Linked DNA regions of Cyprinus carpio: region 2 is linked to region 1. Evidence: chromatin contacts called from public Hi-C data. All regions are on one chromosome and are shown on one strand. Each heading gives the region's core, a stretch centred on a gene start, on an enhancer-like site or on the middle of the called end of the contact. The rest is flanking DNA. Distances are from core to core; before and after follow the strand shown. Region 1 holds the start of LOC109110318 (dolichyl-diphosphooligosaccharide--protein glycosyltransferase subunit STT3B). Region 2 has its middle 22 kb from the start of LOC109106613.

Region 1 (3,146 bases), core at 439-2,938:
CTAACAGCATCTTACTTACCAATCCAAAAGAAATGTTGCAAGTTCGGAGTCGAACCTCATTTTCTTTCAAGTCCATCAGTTGTCTCCAGCGATAAAAGCCAGTGCCGATGTTTACTCTGTTTCGGCTCCTTTTCTTATCGGATTTGATTTGTGATTCCGAGCGCGGTTGCTTGACGTTTTCCAGTACGCCCACAAGCCGTGCGAGTTATTCGTGTATTGCAGGTTGGCTGGTGGTTATGTTGCCCGCATACCGCCCCCCATGGCCGAAACTAGTTTATTACGACACCTGTCGGGCCGTGGCTTGTATGCTAATGCTAATTAAGGTTGATATCTCTGCAGCACTATAACTTGACATTTTTTTAATGACATCATCGCCCTTATTTCTTCTCATTCTTTTGATGCGTGTAGGTCATTTTTTGGATATTTTTACCTCAATTTTTACACATGGCACCTTTATTTTTATTTATGAGTAATATTTTTTTCTTTAAACAATTTGGTTTGATTGGGTATTGACTTGATTGTGTTTGTGAATGTAATTTTTGATTTAAACCATTTTGTTTGAATTTTTTGTGTTTGTTTGTGTTTGTTTAGCCTATATATTTAATTATTTGTTTTCAGTGACTTTTGGAAAGATTGTAGCTGATTTGCCTTTAGCTAATTGTCTTTCAGATTTAATGACAAAATTAAATTTAATTGTTTTCAGTGCAGCTTAAAAGTCTACAGCTTGCTCCTCGTGTACATTTATCTTCGTTTTATGATGATTACACATTCTAAAATATAAATAGTTTAAGAACATTTTTGTGGTGTTCTTGTTTAGCTGGTCTTCTTGGTGCCATATTAAATCTTTCACTGCTGCAGCTTCACAGTTTATTCAAGGATTTGACTATTGTGCAATATTGGTTCATATCGTGTCCAAAAGCAGGCATCAGCACACAAACACCGACATATGCAAAGCATGCAATAATGTAATATACGCTGTTAATGTAGCATGTATGCCAAACATTTTATCTATGTTTCAAACGCGTGTGTGTGTGTGTGTGTGTGTGTACACGGTGTGTGAGTGTGCATTTGGATGGGTTAAATGCAGAGTACAAATTCTGAGTATGGGTCACAATACTTGGCCACACGTCACTTCACATTTCACACACTTAACTTTCTTCCGTGAAACACAAAGAGTGACCAATTATACTCATTGCATATTTATTATAATGGATTTACAGGTGACCAAGGCAGTCATTGTGCCTTAAACCTCCTATGGAACGACAAGAGGCTGAGTTAATGACATTATTGAGTGCGCCTTGTTCGACATCAGACGAAATAAATTTCAGGCACAAACTTTATGTCGTGATGTCAAACCAGTCGCTTGACATCCGCATAAACGTCGTTTGCTTAGTGGCCTGTGTGAAGGCAGGATTTTTTTTTTTTTTTTTTTTTTTTTTTTTGATGCAAAATTCATTTATTTCATTGGTGTATCGCATACAGAGCCGCGACGGTTCTTCATCGTGATTGGCTCAAACGAGTGTCCGTTATTGAAATCCAGAGTCATGATTGGTCAACCAACTGTCAACGGTTATCCGTTTGCGTTTGTCAGCGTTCAAGGCTGTGCGTGATCTCATTGGCTGATCCGCGGCTTCTGTCAGTGGTTTCCTTGCAGCGGATTGGTTAAAAGAGTCGCGCGTGTGACCCGCCTTGTTCTACCTGTCTCGCCATGAGAGGCTGAGAGATTCTTCCTGCTCTGTGGAACAGAACTGCCCTATTCTCCCCCCTCCTACCAATGAATACCGTGTGTCGAGTGGTACAAGCCGGTTAGCATGCCACTTAGACGCGGAATCTACTGCAAATAAATCCAAATTGTTCATACACAACGACAGATACCCGCAGTTGGAGCAAAGGCCTGGTTGCGCAGAAATATTGGCGCCGAGGAGGGAGCGGGTTGGTGGAAAGAGGGGTGCGTGGCGGTGGGAAGTGCTCTTCTAACCAAATCCTCCAGAACATGGCGGAGCACCACACCGCATCCGACTGTAAGCACAAAACGAGCTCCAACGCCGGAGGTTCGGTTTCGGGCAACGGACGGCCCAACTCCCCGGCTGGATGCGGCGGCAGCGGAGGCCTGTCCGGTGGACTGACGCAGCCGGCGGGATGGCAGTCTTTGCTGTCGTTCACCATTCTCTTTCTGGCCTGGTTGGCGGGGTTCAGCTCGCGACTTTTCGCAGTTATTCGCTTCGAGAGCATCATTCACGAGTTTGACCCATGGTGAGTATAAATGCGGGCGGGTTTGTGGCGCATTTTTAATATGACGTTAGGGGATGTAATGCACGATTAATCTCGCTGCGAATGAAAAGTCAGTGCGTGTTGCACAAAGCTGCTGCGATCTTCCATTCATCTCAGTGTAATTGTTTCAGGAAGCGGTTTGCCTCTGTGCGGTACGTCCGTGCTTGGCAATTTTGACACGTAACCGCATGGCAGCTGCCCTCCATCTTTTTATAATTCCAGTAAACTAAATTGATTATGATCGTGATGATGCTTGCGATAGAGATGCTATTTTAATTTAGCACGTCTGTTGATTATAATCGGTTGGGGTAACGTTATAACGTTAATTAATATTACAGCAAGGTATCGTAAAACTCCAAATGAGGAAATTAAGTATTGTATCTATTCATCTGCATTTATGGCAAGTCGTTTAGCGTTTATTACTGCAATGTATTTGTGTTACTGTTGCTCATTGTTAATTACTAGTAAGTACTTCAGTAGTGACTAAAAGCGAACCAACGTCATCAATCCTAGTATATATTCAATTATTCATTCATTCATTACATACTAGTGCCTACTAGTTCCGTTTACAGCCACTGTGATGGTGACAGATTATTAACTATTAATTGTAATACACACAAGTGCTAGTGTCTAGTCAGTTAGTTCTAGGAGAACATGAACTAGCAACTATTTTAGCAGTTACAATTATGCAATGAGTAAGCACTTGTTTATATAATTAGTAAATGGTAAAACTGGAATAGGCACTACTTGGAAGTGAATAGTTTATCTGAACCACACATGACTATATTGTCCAATAGTATCTTTTTTCACTATTGGGATAGTGACTACAAAGGAGTAAGCACTAGTATCCGTAGTATTAACTAGTATATTTAGTT
Region 2 (3,259 bases), core at 488-2,987, 56 kb before region 1:
ACTACTTTAAATATGAAAATAAATTCTACTAAACCAAATTTAATTAAAAAAAATATATATATATTTTTAATATTTAAATGTTTGTTTATATGTTTATAAAAAATAGAAAAATATCATCTTATTTAAAATATTAACAAAACCTGCAATAGTATATCAATGATGAATATTTTAATATTTTTAATACACTGGTCCAATTCAAATTGAAGCTGTAATGTGTAATTTGGGGTTCTAAAATTAGTATTTACTGACTGGTTCTTTATATGACAACATAATTAAATGATACGTATTCACAACATATGTTTGTTGTAAAGAATATATAGATAATATAAAAAATATTATTGGTTATTGTTTAGCATATGCAGTCTTAAAGGATGAATCGACTGTCTGAGAAAGTTAGTTTGGGACTGTAAGCCTGTATCAACACAACATTTGAATATTCTAAAAACACATGCCTAAAAATTCAATCATGGTCATGGTATAGAGCAACAAATAATATATACTAAATACAACTGGAAAACACAAATTAAGGTAAATGTTTAACCATGGTTTTATGTTACTCTTTATGAAAAAGACATGGGCTGTAAATATACAAATGTACAATGTACAGTTAATTGTGCAGTTGAAAACAGTACAAAGGCCATACAGTGTCTTGACAAAAACTACTGTATATATGCTCTGCAGAACAGAAGAAGCAGACAGATCACAGACACTCCACTGGAAAGAACGAGAGGTCGGTGAACTCTGGCCTTCTCTTTAGGGCCTGTAACTATTTGGGACTGTCCTCTGCCCACTCCTTCAACACTGATCGACAGAGGGATTGTTCAGACACACAAGTTACTGTTTCAGTCTTGTGTTGACCTTTCAACCTGGCCACCCCACACCCCACACCCCTAGCCATCCTCCTCTACTGCATACAATACTCATTTTCATATCTGACGATTAGCTACAGTAGAAGAGGGTAGAGACTCTCATGCATGTACATTTTAGGATTTATTCTTTTTTTTTCTGAGCTGGATCGATTTCCTGCCTCATCTGACACACGCTGTATTTTCTTGTTTAATTTGCTGTAGATACATTAAGCTGTTTAAAACATGATTCTGTTCTTTTGCATGCAGTGTTCACGGCTGCCTCCAGAAAAATTATGTTTTTAATATTTATATTTTATTCTAGATCAAATATATGATAGCATATTTGTCAGATTTTATTAGTGATTTTATATTTAAATGCAAAAGATTAAGATTTAAAATTTATTATTTTGACTGATACACTAAAGATTGTTTTGTTTAAATACTCAGTAGCTGATTATGAATTGTTTTTATAATTTTTTAGACATTAATTTATGAATGTTATTTAATTATTGTTTTGATTAAATGTTTTGTACAATATCCTAATGATCATTAGCTTACAACATTAGTAATAGTAAATAGTAATAAGTTTTATTAATCATAAAAAGTTCATGTTCATTCATATTGCGTATTTTTTTAGTCATAACATTTAAAAAGTAAAATATTACATATACATATCTGTAATCTTGCCAAACAGATTGCAAATTTCTGTCTTGTTCTGTCAGCTCGGGCCTGTACTTGCAAGACTAGAAAACTGCTGCCTGGCTGCATTACCAAGACTGACAGTTTTGCTTAAAAGGCACTTTTAACTCTGTAACCAACCTAGTTTCCCCTTTCCCATGGAAAGACTGCTCATGCTCTTGTGCCATTAACACACTTTCCATTGTCTCGTCTTTCTTTTCATCCCATCCTTCCCTGTTCCACACGCCTCACCCGTTCCTTCCTTACTGCCACTGCATCTTTTTCCCCTCTTTTGTCTTGTTCTCAATGTTAATGTTTCATAAGTTGTCTCATGCTGTGCTAGCACTGCCTCCAAACACTCTGAGCTTGCATAATATGAAGCTGGAACTGCTGCCAAAAGGTGTTCAGTCTGTTTCTTTCTCTTTTTCTCCCCCTCCCCAAGACGTAATGGGGAAAACACTGCAAATAATACCAGTTCCAGGGTCAAAGGACACATTGATTCAACTAGTTTAGGGGGTTTGCTCATACACTTTCAAAAATCAAAAGACTTTCACTGGCTTCTCAGCTGAAATGATCAAGTAAAACAAGTTTTCATAGTCCCGCTGCTTATTTCCAGCCAAAACATGCTTTTCCTTTAAATCAGAACCAGATTTCAAAATCACTGGGATATGAAGCAATCCTGCATTCCTCTGGAGTTGAGTTACTGTGTTTTGTAGCAGCTGGTTATTGACGTATTATTTCTTGTAACAACTTTTGTCTCTAACAGAAGTGAGTTATGCCATGGCAACCGTAGTTGTTTCTGTGGCTGCACAGAATAAAAAGCAACATCTTTCACACATCCTGCTTGCCTTATGTTTGTTTATTAAATATTTTGGTTAATTAAAAGGAAATTTTACTTGCTCCAAACCCATAAGACTTTCGTTCATCTTCAGAACACAACGATATGAGGATGAGTAAATGTTGACAGAATTTTAATTTTTGGGTGAATTATCCCTTTAAGGGTGCTGACTTAGGCTTGCATTACTATTGTGCATATTTGAGTCCATTATATAGATTACCACATAAACAGAGCAGAAAATGTGAAAAGACTCTGCAGACTTAATTTCAGTGAGGGTACACATCATTCTACTTCATATTCATTTGCACTTTGCACCTGTTTAGTTTAGTCTAAAAGCTTTGATTTTCCTTCAAAATAAATGTGTATGGGATGGGAGCCGGCAGCTGAGGCTGTTTAGGTTCTGAGCAAATGCTTCTGGAAGTCACAGATACTTCTGAAGGTCTGTGATGTCCTGGATCGGTCAAGCATCACATCTGGAGAGTTTTAGATGACCTGAGCTCTATCCAGCTGGTTGAGCTGTTAATGCAATTACCTGCAGACCAATAACAATGTCTCTTTATGGCAGATAGGTTACGCAGCGGACATTTGACATTCTAAAATGATATTATATTGTTATATAAATTTTTTTTTTTTTTTTTTTTTTTTTAAATCAATAAATTTTTTTCAATAAATTAATGCCTTTATCTAGCAAGGATGCATTAGATTAGTGTTATAATGTTACCAAAAATAAAAATAAAAATCAATTTCAAATAAATGTTGTTCTTTTAAACCTTCTATTCATTAAAGAATCCTGGGGGAGTAAATGTATTCCCCCAGTTTCCACAAAAAATAATTGAATATTATTTTATTATTCTAAATCTAACAGAAATAATGCAATACATTCTAGAAAAATAAT

The links. Hi-C and Micro-C count contacts between places; a contact is called where the count stands out from the background.
Region 2: a Hi-C map of skeletal muscle shows a contact between it and region 1, with 2.0 times the contacts expected there. The contact joins the enhancer-like site here to the promoter of LOC109110318 in region 1. A contact is called at or near these places in 7 of 8 Hi-C or Micro-C datasets (liver, red blood cells and skeletal muscle).

What each region holds. Positions count from the first base shown.
Region 1 is chrA16:16,345,153-16,348,298 of ASM1834038v1, reverse strand. LOC109110318 (dolichyl-diphosphooligosaccharide--protein glycosyltransferase subunit STT3B) reads left to right here and starts at 1,688. Exons shown (of 16, transcript XM_042772951.1): 1 at 1,688-2,253. The coding sequence starts at 1,994.
Region 2 is chrA16:16,400,934-16,404,192 of ASM1834038v1, reverse strand. No RefSeq gene overlaps it. Among protein-coding and RNA genes, the nearest start is that of LOC109106613, 22 kb to the right of the region's middle. Within about 2 kb of position 1,737, at least 1 of the 8 cell types and tissues checked has an H3K27ac peak or open chromatin away from gene starts, as enhancers often do. A contact at or near this core is called in skeletal muscle, where this site is marked.